2 separate regions of the Rattus norvegicus genome follow, and region 1 is linked to region 2. The links are chromatin contacts, called in public Hi-C maps. All regions are on one chromosome and are shown on one strand. The core of a region is the stretch at or near the end of the contact, and the rest is flanking DNA. Distances in the headings are between cores, read along the strand shown. Region 1 holds the start of Syt7 (synaptotagmin 7). Region 2 has its middle 28 kb from the start of H3f3bl2.

Region 1 (3,231 bases), core at 500-2,999, 48 kb after region 2:
GGATTTGGGAAGCAGCGGGATGGCTAAAAAACTGGAGACCCTAGAGGCCCAGCTTGACTTCCTAGGATTTGCTGGACCCCCACAGCAGGCTGTAGCTAGCTCCTGAATTCCTGGGTGCATGGCGAATGTGGGACAGAGTAGCCCCTTGACCACAGACTGAGAGCTGAGATTTCTGGCCATTGGGGACATACAGACCCTAACCTCCAAGTGCTTTTTCCACACTTCTGTTTTTATTAGACTATTCAATCCCAGGAAATATGTTCTCCAGCAGAACAGTCTGAGAGAAGGTTTGCTGGGGGAAATTCCTTATCTATTTCTCAACCGGAAAAAGCTGTGGGTGGAGGTGAATATGTATGTGTGTGTGAAGGGGGGGGGTTCTATGTGAGTTCCAGGAAATGTGTGTGTGTGTGTGTGTGTGTGTGTGTGTGTGTGTGCTCGTGCACAAGCACAATAAGGGACACTTGGAACAAAGGTTCAGCCCCATGGGTGCTGGCTGCCTGTACCATGTGGGAGGTAGAGATATAGCAGGGCATGAGCCATACACACAGTATAAAGCCAGATAGGTGGTTTTTGGGGAGCAGAAACCTTCGATGTTGGAAAGCCTGGTTCACTTGTGAATTGCACGGAAGGAGGAATGCTGCCCCAAAGATTGTGCTGTCTTCTTACCCATCCCTTTCAGTGCAGGGTACAGCAACACCTGCATCGTAAGAAGGGTCCATTACTCTTTATGAGCTAGGTAGTTTGTATCCTTGAGTGTGCTAGGGGCGGGGAAGTGAGTCCCTGTGTAGATGTGTGCAAGGTGGTGCGGTATTTTATCCCCATGTTTTGGTCATGGGCCTTTAAAGTCTCCTCTCTGCCCTAGAATCAAATAGTCTCTATTCTGTAGAGAAAAACAGAGCCCGTCCGATTTGGACAATGTTGAACAGATACAGGGGCAGAGATATCCACGATATCACCAAGATATCACCAAGGTTGGCAGGAGAAGCAGGTTTTTCGTTCTTATCAGGGGTGCACTGGGTCAAGGGAAAGGACAGGAGAATGGGGTCGGGAAAGGAATAATAAATAGTGGCTGAATGGTTGCTTTCTTTTCTCTTGGAGCTGAAAATAAGTGGGAAGGGTCTTGATACCTAGTATCCCACGGAAGATGGAGATTCTAGTCCTATCCGTTCCTGCAGTGGGCCAGCTCTAGAAAAGACAAGCCCGTCAGACCGAGGCCCAGCTCTGGCAAAACACTCCACTCCTGGTTTTGATACCCACCAACCCTTCTTCTCTGGCCCTCCGCTGTTCCGTGTCCAGAGCTAACGCCCACGAGTGGCCACCGACCGGAAAACCCGGGATGGATCTCCAGGCCTTTCGGAGCGGAGTCAGAGGGCACCTCGGAGGAGGTGGCCAGCTGGGCGACCCTGTGGCGTGCAAGACCACCGCCACCCGTGGCGCACAGGCCGAATGGGTCATGCCCTCCGTAGCTTAGACGAGCATAGCAGTGGAGCTCCGCCGCCCTTTCAGGCCGGCCCCCGTGAGCGCCTGGGGTGCGCGGGGCGGCGGCCGTGCCCTCGGGGCGGCTCCGGGCGGCGGCGCCTAGTCCAGGGCTGCAGTACATCGCGCGACCGGCAGTGGGCGCATCAGTGACAGTGGCCGTGGCGCTCCGCGGCGGGCGGGCGGCGCCGGCGGTGCCCCGGGCGCGCACTCACACACACACACATACACACACACATACACATACACTCTCTCTCTCTTTCTCTCTTTCTCTCACACACACATACACACACACACATACACACATTCACTCACACACACACACGCACACACATACACACACACACATACACATACACACACACACACACACACACCGCCTCGTACACACTCACACACGCTCCGGCGCGCACACGCGGCGCGCAGGCCAGAGGGAGGAGGCTCCGCGCGGCTCGGCGGCGGCGGCAGCGTGCTCCGCGGGCGGCCCGGAGGGCTGGCGGGCGGCCCCCGCTCCCCGGCTCCGCGGCTCCGTGCAACCCGCGCGGCCCCCGCCCTCGGACCCGCCCCCGGGGGTCGCCCGGCCCCATGCCCTGCAGCGGCGGCAGAGAAGCGCGCGGCCGCAGGCGGCTCTGAGGAGCCCGGAGAGAGCCGGCGACGAAGGGGACCATGTACCGGGACCCGGAGGCGGCCAGCCCAGGTAAGCGCGGCCCCGCGAGGGCTGGGGCGCCCCGCACGAGCTGGGGCGCCCCGCACCGGCGGGTAGAACGGCTGCAGCGCCTGGGCGCCGTCTCGGAGCCCCAGCCTGGGGCTGCTGTCGGCTGGAGCCGCACGAATTGCACCCCTTTCTACCAGGGTCATCTGTGCCCCGGGGGCGTGGGTTCAAGTGGCAGAGACTCAGATTCACACCCGGCAGTCGGGACATTTGTAGGCTGGATGCCCGGGGCCGACTTCGCAGTGTCCCCACAAAGACCTCCCCCCCAACCCCCAGCAGCCCAAGGACAACGTGTGTGGCGGAGCGAGGAGGTGCTGTCCCCGTGGGAGCCGGGCAGTGCCCTCAGAGGTACCCCCTGCTCCCCAGCACCAGTGCCCCGGGGATGTCAGTGTTGGGGGATCTCAGGGCAAGGAAGATCTTGGCAGCTTTGGGCCAAGATGTGGGCACAGAGGAGCGGAGTGTCATCTGCGGTGCCAACTGTGAATTGAGAGGGCTCTAGGGGGCAAGTGGGAATCTGGTGCAGCGGCGGGGTATAGAGGCTTCTGGGAGGTGGGGAACCGCAGGAGCAGTGAAGGGGGAGGCAGGGGTACCTGAAGAGAAAGCGCAGCAGTGGATGACAATGGGGGTGGCAGGCAATGTTCTCCTAAGCTTGGGGAGGGGGACGCAAAGAACACCAAACTCACTCCAGTCCTACCAGGGAAGGGGAGAAGGGGGCCGCACCCCTTTGCCTTTCAGAAAGGGAGTGGCCTGGGAGCCCACTGTCAGCTTAGCATCCATCGAGAATCCTTAGAGCCCAAGCCAGGAATTTCTCCTCCTTCCTCTGGAAATTGCTCTGCCATTTCCTCCTTGGCTCCTGACGCCTCCCCCACGCAATGCCCACCTGTAGACAGATCTCCTTCAGCTCCTGTCCAGCCTCAGTTCCAGCTCCCACCTGGGATACTCCTCTAGACCCAGCAGAGGCCCCCACCCCCACTTCTGCTAGTTCACACCTCCTGCCCTCTGGGGTCAGTTTCTGGGCTGCTCTCCAAAGCCGGGTTCCAGCC
Region 2 (3,208 bases), core at 529-3,028:
AGATTCCTAGACCCCAGCCCCACCAGGGCCCCTGGGTCTTCCTAGGACATCAGAGATGAGTCCGGGGGTCACTGTAAGAGGTCCACCCTAAGGGAGGTGGAGTCGCAAGTCTCACTTCTCTCATGTCCAGCCACCCCAGCAGGCTCCCAGGCAATCTCAACAGGTCTGGTCAGAAGCCCCCAGGCTGCACCACTCATTGTCAGCCTCAGCTGCACAGAGGAATCCAAAACTGTTCCCATTCCCAGCACGGATTTCAGAAAGCTCCCTTCCACCCAGAAGCATCAAAAGTGTTTTTACATTCACTGGCACTCACAGGGAGGCCTCTTCTCCCTACCCACATCCAACCATACAGCCTCTCAGCTAGGGCCCAGCTCGGCATAACAGCCACAGCTCCTGGAGGACCCCAAGTTCATCCCAGAGACCACTGTCTTGTGATCCCGCCATGGGGTCATTGTGATGTAGCTCATGCGATACTTCTGTTTTTCAGGACTAGGGAAAGCAGAGATAGCCCTGTGAACACCGGCAGAGAACTCATCGAATCGTTGTTGGCAGGAAGGTTATATTGGGTACAGATGTAAGCTTGTTCCTAGGACAGGTATGTTAATAAGAGCTAAAACTTCTAAGAAAGCCCGGAGGTGGAGGGAGAGATTAATACATCAGAGTCTACGGTCACAGTGAAACAGCACCCAGAGAGCACCCATCGATAACTAGGAAGCCCTGGCTTCTCACCTCCTCACTACCAGCACCTGTGGTCCCCAACAAATCTGTGCCCCTGGGGACCTGGGAGCCAGCACTGTGCAAGGCTGGTTTCCCAAGTCACGGATGGAGGCTTCGGTGTGATCCGTACGGGGTATCATCTCAGCTTAGGAGACTGAGGAAACCGAGGTTTGCTGAATGAGATGAGATTTGTCCCAGTTGGCAGTGAGTGCTAGGCTCTACATGGACCCTGCCTTCAGTCTCCGATTCTAGCCTGGACCACAGGATGGCCAGGAAGACGTTCTCTTGCTGTCCACGAGGAGGCGCCAGTTCTCCCTGTTGGTACCAAATGCCTTCAAGACCGGGACCCTCAGCCAGAGTGGCTTTCTTTGGTCTCTAAGCGTGGCGGGTTGGGCACTGTCAGCTCTTGGGATGTGGTCCAGAGACACGGCAATCCTTCCTTCAGTTTCTGAGGACTGGTAGGGAGAGTATGAAATCCACAAGGACCTGGGGGCCTATTATCACCCTCCTCAGGTCTCATGGGAACCCCAGTGTGTTAGATCAGAGTGGAGTCAGCTATAAATGGCAGAGGCTCAGAAAGGTCTGGTAACTGGAGGTCACAGACCGGGACTATGGGGTTCTGGCCTTTAGGGGCAGGAGGGTGCTGGTCCCCAGGCCTACGAGCCAGGGTGGTGAAAATACTGCACAGGGTGCTCCACTTATGTCTCAAACGTGATGAACTGAGGGCTCGCATGACGCAGCAAGGCCTGAGCCGCCAGCAGGGCGTCTGCATGGTAAGGGTCTCCCTGGTGTGGGTGCCTCTCTCCAGGGCATTGGCACAGTGAGGGGGACACAGGACTGCTTTGGAAAATCCCAGACTTCCCAGGCAGGTGACAGAACCAGCTCTCCCAGCCAGGCCCAGCAACGTGGAGGCCAGAGCCACCTGACTCTAACTATAAATAGAGAGATGACGGAAGGCTCCGGAAGCCCAAGGGAGGCCAGAGAAAGGGAGTCTGATTCTCCCTAGAGACTGAGGAAGACACACATACGAGGCACTCTTCTGTAGTGTGCCTTCAAGGTCAGCTTGGAGTCCTGCAGACTACCAAGGAGGGGAGTCTTAGCAGGCACTGGCCCAGAGGGTGGGGCAGAGGTGAGCAGGGCTGTGACAGATGACAGGTCCCAAAGGCCAAGGGGCTTTGAAAGCCAGAGGGAAAGGCTTTGTGCTCCGTGCAGAGTCGTGCTCTTACAGCCCTTCTGGCATCATGTTGGAGAACTGGATGAATGTCCAAGAACAAGAAAGGCATAAGAACAAAGAGCGAGTGATTCAAGGCCGCTGGGGGCACAGTGCCAGGAAACACAGCCAGCCTTCCTGTGGAACAGAGGCAGATTATGGGATTCCGGAGGCTGCCAGCTGTTTCCAAGCTAGTTTCCCACCGAACTCCTGATGCCAAGCTGGACACAAAGTCACCTGAAATGAAGACTGCATAGCCCTCATTTCCTTTTAAGATATCTATAGTTCTTCTGTGATGTATAAACCTCTTGGCCCTTCTTTGCTGCCTGCAATATGCATGTGCTTGTTGGAACTGGAACAGCCATTTGGGACCATGAGGTAGAAACCACACGACTTCCACTTAACTACTGAGAAACCAAGAGACAAGAGAAAATGTAGGTACCCATTTGTGGGACTGTCAGACCAGCCCTGAAGCAGATACCTTTGTTTACTTGGGAGAGAAAAAAGCACAGTATTTGGCCACTGTTGCGTTACTGTTGTTGTTATTGTTGTTTTAGCCTCTTTTAGATGAATATATTCTAAGTACATAGTGGTCATTCGCAGATCTCCGGAGAGCACTTAGACATGGGTGTTACAGAATGTCATTTCCCTGGGTCATATAGATGTACTAGGTGATTCTGCATGAAAAATTAGCAGATCCTTTCCAGAATCTTCCCCAGGGAAGTATCAGGGGAATGCCCGACCACGTGGCATGGGTGATATGGATAGAACTCTTTGTCAAGGCAGTCCTCCCTCCAGACAGCCTTGTCTTCTTACTTTAGAAGTGAGAGCCTTGAGACCACCAGGGTCCCTGAAACTTCTACCATTCAATGCTGGGCCAGCCTGGTATCTGCCACTATCCTGTGTATTCCAGGCTGGCTGGCCAGGCTTCCAGCTGATTCTTCCATGTCTGCCGTCTATCTCTGCTGGAATAGCTTTGCGTCATCCCACCCAAGGTTTTACATAGACCCCAAGGATCGAACTCAGTGTTACCAAGCCTCAACATCAAGGGCATTCACCCTCTGAGCCCTCCCCCCACACTCCTATTGGTTTCCTTTGTCCTTCCTGGATGGGTAGGATGGAATGGTCACCCTATGACAATACTAGTCATAAAGCCACCATGTGTCAAAGATCCCAGAGTGCCCCTTACAATACCCAGCTTTCCTTGAGGGGACTGGACATGTCTCTTCCCCTTGCTGGGGTGGAAACCTAGTTTCTGCCCTTCACAGGAACAACTTTTCA

Evidence for each region. Hi-C and Micro-C count contacts between places; a contact is called where the count stands out from the background.
Region 1: a Hi-C map of Schwann cells shows a contact between it and region 2, with 2.7 times the contacts expected there. The contact joins the promoter of Syt7 here to the enhancer-like site in region 2. A contact is called at or near these places in 3 of 12 Hi-C or Micro-C datasets (Schwann cells, frontal cortex and prefrontal cortex).

What each region holds. Positions count from the first base shown.
Region 1 is chr1:216,454,510-216,457,740 of GRCr8, forward strand. Syt7 (synaptotagmin 7) reads left to right here and starts at 1,750. Exons shown (of 13, transcript NM_001398614.1): 1 at 1,750-2,173. The coding sequence starts at 2,143.
Region 2 is chr1:216,406,788-216,409,995 of GRCr8, forward strand. No RefSeq gene overlaps it. Among named protein-coding and RNA genes, the nearest start is that of H3f3bl2, 28 kb to the left of the region's middle. Within about 2 kb of position 1,779, at least 24 of the 93 cell types and tissues checked have an H3K27ac peak or open chromatin away from gene starts, as enhancers often do.